2 separate regions of the Zea mays genome follow, and region 1 is linked to region 2. A link is a contact called in public Hi-C data. All regions are on one chromosome and are shown on one strand. The core of a region is the stretch at or near the end of the contact, and the rest is flanking DNA. Distances in the headings are between cores, read along the strand shown. Region 1 holds the start of LOC100272579. Region 2 holds the start of LOC100191259.

Region 1 (2,700 bases), core at 144-2,643, 530 kb after region 2:
TTTTATTAACAGTTTGCAAATTTGCCCTCACTTTGATATAAAAGTTTGGAATATAATTATAACATAAATCTAACCATACATTTTGAAAATCAATATTTTAATAACTTTGAAATTTAAATATTTCGAAATTAATAAAAATGAATTTTACATTAAATTTTGACAAAATGACAACATTTAATTCTATTTTTGAAAATATATTAAAATTCAAATATTTTCAAATATATAACTAAAATGTTTTCAGTTTTCAAAATGCAATATTAAATTTAATTTATCTCATGTTTAATTATTCAAAGTTAAAATGTTTGTTTTTAAAATTTATGGACAAATTTATGTTATAGTTATATTCTAAAATGAAAGCAAATTTATAAACAATTAATTTAAGGAAGAACAATGGTGTAAGAGTATAAACGTCTTTTTTTAGACTGAGTTGACACTGTTAAGTGCTGATAACGGAATAGGGTAAACTGATTGTTTATTTGTAGAAAGCGGAGCATACATGTAAGTTTTATTTAGAAAACAGAAGTAAAAACAGAGTTGGAATAGCGGGAAACTGGTTGTTTGTTTCTAGAAAGAGGAGCATACATTCGAGCTTTTAAAAAACAGAGGTAAAAAACGACATCCTCAGGAGTAGAGGCGTAAATGGTACATATATTATTCGTCCTTATTCGAATTTGTTCCGTTTAAAAGATTTGAGATCCGATCCGTATCTAAACTCTGGTACTCGGTATTCGATCCGCATTTGATCTTTATCCGTATCCGTATTTTTAAAGTTGAATATTTAAGATGTCGATATTCAATTAAATCTTATCTGACACAACTTGACAATATACATATATGATTCAAATTCGAAAAAAATATGAAAAATAAATATAGAATGAATAATATCTGTCCCATCTGATCGTATCCCTCCTAAGAGCAACCATGCAATGGCCCATATAATCAAACGTCGCTCTAGTACATCTCGATAGTTTGGCCACTGCATGTACCATACGGGCAGCCAAAAAAAAACTGCAAGAGCAGTAAAGAGTTATTTGATTACCACCTCCTAAATTTTAATAGTTATTTTTAGTTCCAAAACTACCAAACAATATAATTAAATGATAGTTTCAATTAAAATTCTAGTGACTAATCCATAGAATTTAGGAGGATGACTAAAGCAATCAAACACCCTTGGTGTCATGGGCTGTACTCTTCCGTGTTTCAAAGTCATGGGCCGTAACCCAACAGATCCAGCTCAGGTTATCAAAAACTCTCAACCTTTGGAGGCCAACCATTTCGCCCGAAACCCTGCATTTGGATATTGTGCACAACCAGCCCTTCCGCAAGCCACGGCCTAATCCCCACGGCCCGGACGGAGGTCAAAATAAAAGGGCACCAATGAAAAGGAAAAGGGAAAACCAGACGGCCAAGGCAGCCCCCAACCCCGGCCCCAGCCGGCAGACCATCTCGATACGCGGCCGCCGCAGACGAGATGGCCGCCGGGGACGCAGGCCGCGCGCCGACGGCAGCGGCCGCGCAATCGCTGGTGGAGTCCTTCTGCGGCGTGACCTCCGCGACCCCCCAGGAGGCGGCCTTCTATCTCGAGAGCCACAACTGGGCCCTCGAATCCGCCGTTCGCTCCTACTACGACTCCGTGGACGGTGAAGCCGACGCCGTCGCGGCCGATCCAGTGCCCCCACCACCAGCTGCACCAGCCGGAGGCGGGGAGGATACCGAGGATGAGGATTGCGTGGTCGGCGGTGGCGGTGGCGGCGACGACGACGAGGATGATGAGGACTACGTCGATGGCGACGGCAGCGATGATGAGGACGCTGCGCTCGCGGCTGAGGCCGCGGAGGAAGAGGAGAGGAGGAGGCCTTTCAAGAGGCTGAAGAGAACCCACGACGCGCGGGGTGGGAGCGGTAGCAGTGCCAAGGCGCGGGGGAATGTGAGGACGCTCGCCGATCTCGATAGTGGCAAGGGAACCGCGGGTTCCGACGAGAACTCCGAAGACGATGATGAATGGACACCACCGCCCGAGTACGAGACGAGGTGTGTCCCTAATTAATCCCATTTCGCTGCATTTAAATTTGGCTCATAATCTGCTCAATAGAGGCGTTTTGGTCTCTAGTTCCTCTAGATTTCTTGATTAGTTCCTCAGCATTAATAATACCAACCATTAGTCGCAAATAAACAATGCAGACCATATTGCCGCACTCAAGATAATGGTGCAATGACCTTCTATAGGCTAGGATTTTATGTTGTTATGATAAGCTGCTAGTCATTATGCTCAATCGAAATCATTCAAGTGAATGGCAGAGGCTAGATTAGCACCCTGCTTCGCTTGGAAGCAAAGGAGACCAGGGTTTGAACTGAACCCCAGCTGACTGTCCGACAAACTCTAGCAAGGGTGCGACCAGCTGAGCTCAAGGCCAACTCAGTTCACCTTAAGACTGTCTCCAGCAACGTCCTCTATATACATCCTCTATATCCGTCCTTTACAGTCTTCTCTAAAAGATTCCATCTCCTATATCTACTTTCTCTCCAACAACGTCCTCTAAATCACGTCCTCTATATGTAAATACCTATATTAAACACATTTTTAATTTTTTAATTTTTGTACATACGTATTTGTCATACTCTCAAATGTATTGTACATATTTTAGTTTTATTAAACCGGTTGTTTAAAGTATTCAAATAGATAGAGAACCGTTTAGAGAA
Region 2 (2,956 bases), core at 177-2,676:
CCTTCAATCTATCTCCGATTGAGAAAAAGATTGAAGGGGGAAGAATATTATAATTATAATTTTAAAAGAAATAGATGAGGTAATATAATCAAGGAAAATCATTACTGTCAAGTTTCTTGTATTAAATATTCCTTGTTACAAATGAATACAGTTATACCTTTAACAATAGATAGAGATCCAAAGGTATGAGTAAATACAAATTCAGACGTAGAATCGATTGGTGTCACAAGAGTACGTGAATCCTCGACCTGTGCACGTGCAATGTTTATCTATTTATAAGGACAACCTGGCATACAACTCTATATGAATCTAAAACTATAACCTTGAACCCTATATATAGCTACAGAAACTGCTATGGGTAGCATCGTCATTTATTCCCGAAACGATTTCACGTGTGATGGTGGGTTCCTTCTTCGTATTCAGGCCACTTGCTTCGAGTCCAGACCATGAAGCCGAAGCTCTTATCTTCCCCTTCACCTATGTTGTCGAGATGAAGGTTTGAAATGAAGGTGGCCTTCCTTATTCATTTGGAACACCTGAAATAGACTTAGAGATAATTGACAACTTAATGTTTTGAGGACCTTTGGCCAGAGAAGGCCCCCAACAGTCTATAGTGCCCATATATAGCCATTTATACGAACACCTGATGCGTGTATAGACAATTAATGCGTAAATTATTCATGACCACGATAAAATTATAAAAATGATGACCATAGCCTGACTTGCGGTGGTGATAGAGGCGGGCGCTGGGAGGGGAGGCAATGACAAGCGTGGGTTGGTGACGTTGAGCTTGGGCCAGCAATGTCGGTCACAGGCCGATAAAGACAAGGAGGCGGGCAAGCGAGCATACGACGTTGAAGGCTGGCGCAGGACCACAACGACGGGCGCTGGGCGGGGAGGCAATGTCGAGAGCGGGCTGACTATATCGGAAGTGGGGTGCAGGATTCGGGCAGGGCGTGGGGCAGAGAGAGGAAGCGGGACAGAGGCAAGACTAGGAGTGGGGAGGAGCCGAGACGTTTTTTTACTCTGGCTTCTCTTCCAAAAGTGGCTCCGACTCTTGAGTACTCTTAGTCTAGAGCTATTTTTTGTCAGGTTATCTCTTCCAAAAGTGGCTCCAACTCTTGAGTACTCTTAGTCTAGAGCTATTTTTTGTCAGGTTACTGTTGGAGCCAAAGCCAAAACCGGTTCAGGAGGCCTCACATACATGTTAAAGCCCCACTAATTTTTTTCACGTAAGTGCTAGTTTGGAAAGTTCATTTGCTAAAGAGATTTCTATTTCTCCAAGGAAAAATAAAATAATTTTCATTTAAAAAAATAAAAATACTTTGAAAATATGGGTCCCATAGTAGCCCTAAATTTGAAAGCCCCACTGGGGTTTTGTTTGTAGTGTGCGCTCGTCAGCCCGGCGGGGAAGGACCAAACGTGAACCGCCGCTTGGCCCTCTATTTAATGAGCACCACCAGTCACTAGACACAGCGCCCGCAGGCCGCAGCTGCAGTCTGCAGAGCACAGCCGTGCGCGGTTTGCAACCGTACCAGCACAAGCACCCCAGGCGGGCAGGAAACAAGCCTCCTCCGCTGCTCCGCCGCAATGGCGTCCCCGCGCGGCCATCGCCGGGCCAGCGTGCTGCAGAAGGCGGCGGCGCTCCTCCTGCTCGCCCTGTCCTGCTGCGGCTGCACCGGTGCCGGCGCCGGTCCATCGGCGCCAACCCCGAAGGTGCCGGCGGTGATCGTGTTCGGGGACTCGACGGTGGACACGGGCAACAACAACGCGATCGGGACCATCCTGAAGAGCAACTTCCCGCCGTACGGGCGCGACATGGCCGGCGGGGCCCAGCCCACGGGGCGGTTCTGCAACGGGCGCCTGCCGCCGGACTTCATCTCCGAGGCGCTCGGCCTGCCGCCGCTGGTCCCGGCCTACCTCGACCCCGCCTACGGCATCCAGGACTTCGCCCGCGGCGTCTGCTTCGCCTCCGCAGGCACCGGCCTCGACAACAAGACCGCCGGCGTCCTGGTACGCAACGCGACCTAGCTACCCCGCACTCGCATAGCCGCAACTCACAATTGCCATGGTTAACCAAAAGTTTTTTTTTAAAAAAAAACAACCTTGCCATTTCGGTCGAGAGACCGGATATCCCTGCGCACTGCACGGCTGCAAAAGCGCTGCAAAGGGGGAGACCAGAGGTGTGCCGTGTGCATGCATCCGCTTGGCGGCACACCTCAAGATAGCAAAACCATTTCATGGCAAGAAGGCCAAGATGGCAGGAAGAGTTGCCAGGGAGAAGATTCCATGAGGCCTGCAGGGCTGCAAACAGCAGCTCGGAGTAGTTAAGCTTCCCTTTCGTCAGCTCGTTCCGGCCTTCCGCGACGACGACGTCGAGGCGGCAGAGAAAATCTCCAGTGGTCCCCTGCAGCTGGAGCTCCCGGAATTGAAGGCGCTCGGCCTGAGCCTTACGGATGGCCGATGGACGCTACGGCCAGTGTTTAAGGCATGGTGACCTCCGCATTTAGATTTTAGTGCGTCGGATTCGAATGGTTGCAGGCAGGCAGTGCTTTCACCAGGCCGCCACGGCGCCACCCGTCATGAACTCCAGCGTAGCACGGTTGGTTAGCAGACCTGTAGCGACCTAATCTGCAGTGTTGCCATCTTCGCTGGCCGCTGGGTTGTGTTCTGTTCTGTTCATGCCTTGTACTCTCACCTAGGGACGGACACAGAATGAAATGAGAGTGAGAGCACACTTACAACAACGCGCTAAAATGTTAGAGTGAGTATATCTAAATTAAGCTTAGCAGGAGATATAATGGTCAAAACCTAGTCTTTACTACTTGCAAGTTGCAACACAAAAATGACCGGAGCCTATTCCCTTAGGTCCGCCCATGCTCTCACCTCCTGAAGAGCTGACTTGAATTCTAGTATCTGTCGTTATTCTCGTCTTTTAGAGGATTTGGTGTTAGAG

The links. Hi-C and Micro-C count contacts between places; a contact is called where the count stands out from the background.
Region 1: a Hi-C map of tassel shows a contact between it and region 2, with 3 times the contacts expected there. The contact joins the promoter of LOC100272579 here to the promoter of LOC100191259 in region 2. A contact is called at or near these places in 3 of 25 Hi-C or Micro-C datasets (bundle sheath, ear and tassel).

Annotation. Positions count from the first base shown.
Region 1 is chr9:102,549,336-102,552,035 of Zm-B73-REFERENCE-NAM-5.0, forward strand. LOC100272579 reads left to right here and starts at 1,394. Exons shown (of 4, transcript NM_001328195.1): 1 at 1,394-2,031. The coding sequence starts at 1,472.
Region 2 is chr9:102,017,590-102,020,545 of Zm-B73-REFERENCE-NAM-5.0, forward strand. It overlaps LOC100191259, which reads left to right and starts at 1,427. Exons shown (of 3, transcript NM_001136693.1): 1 at 1,427-2,013. The coding sequence starts at 1,591.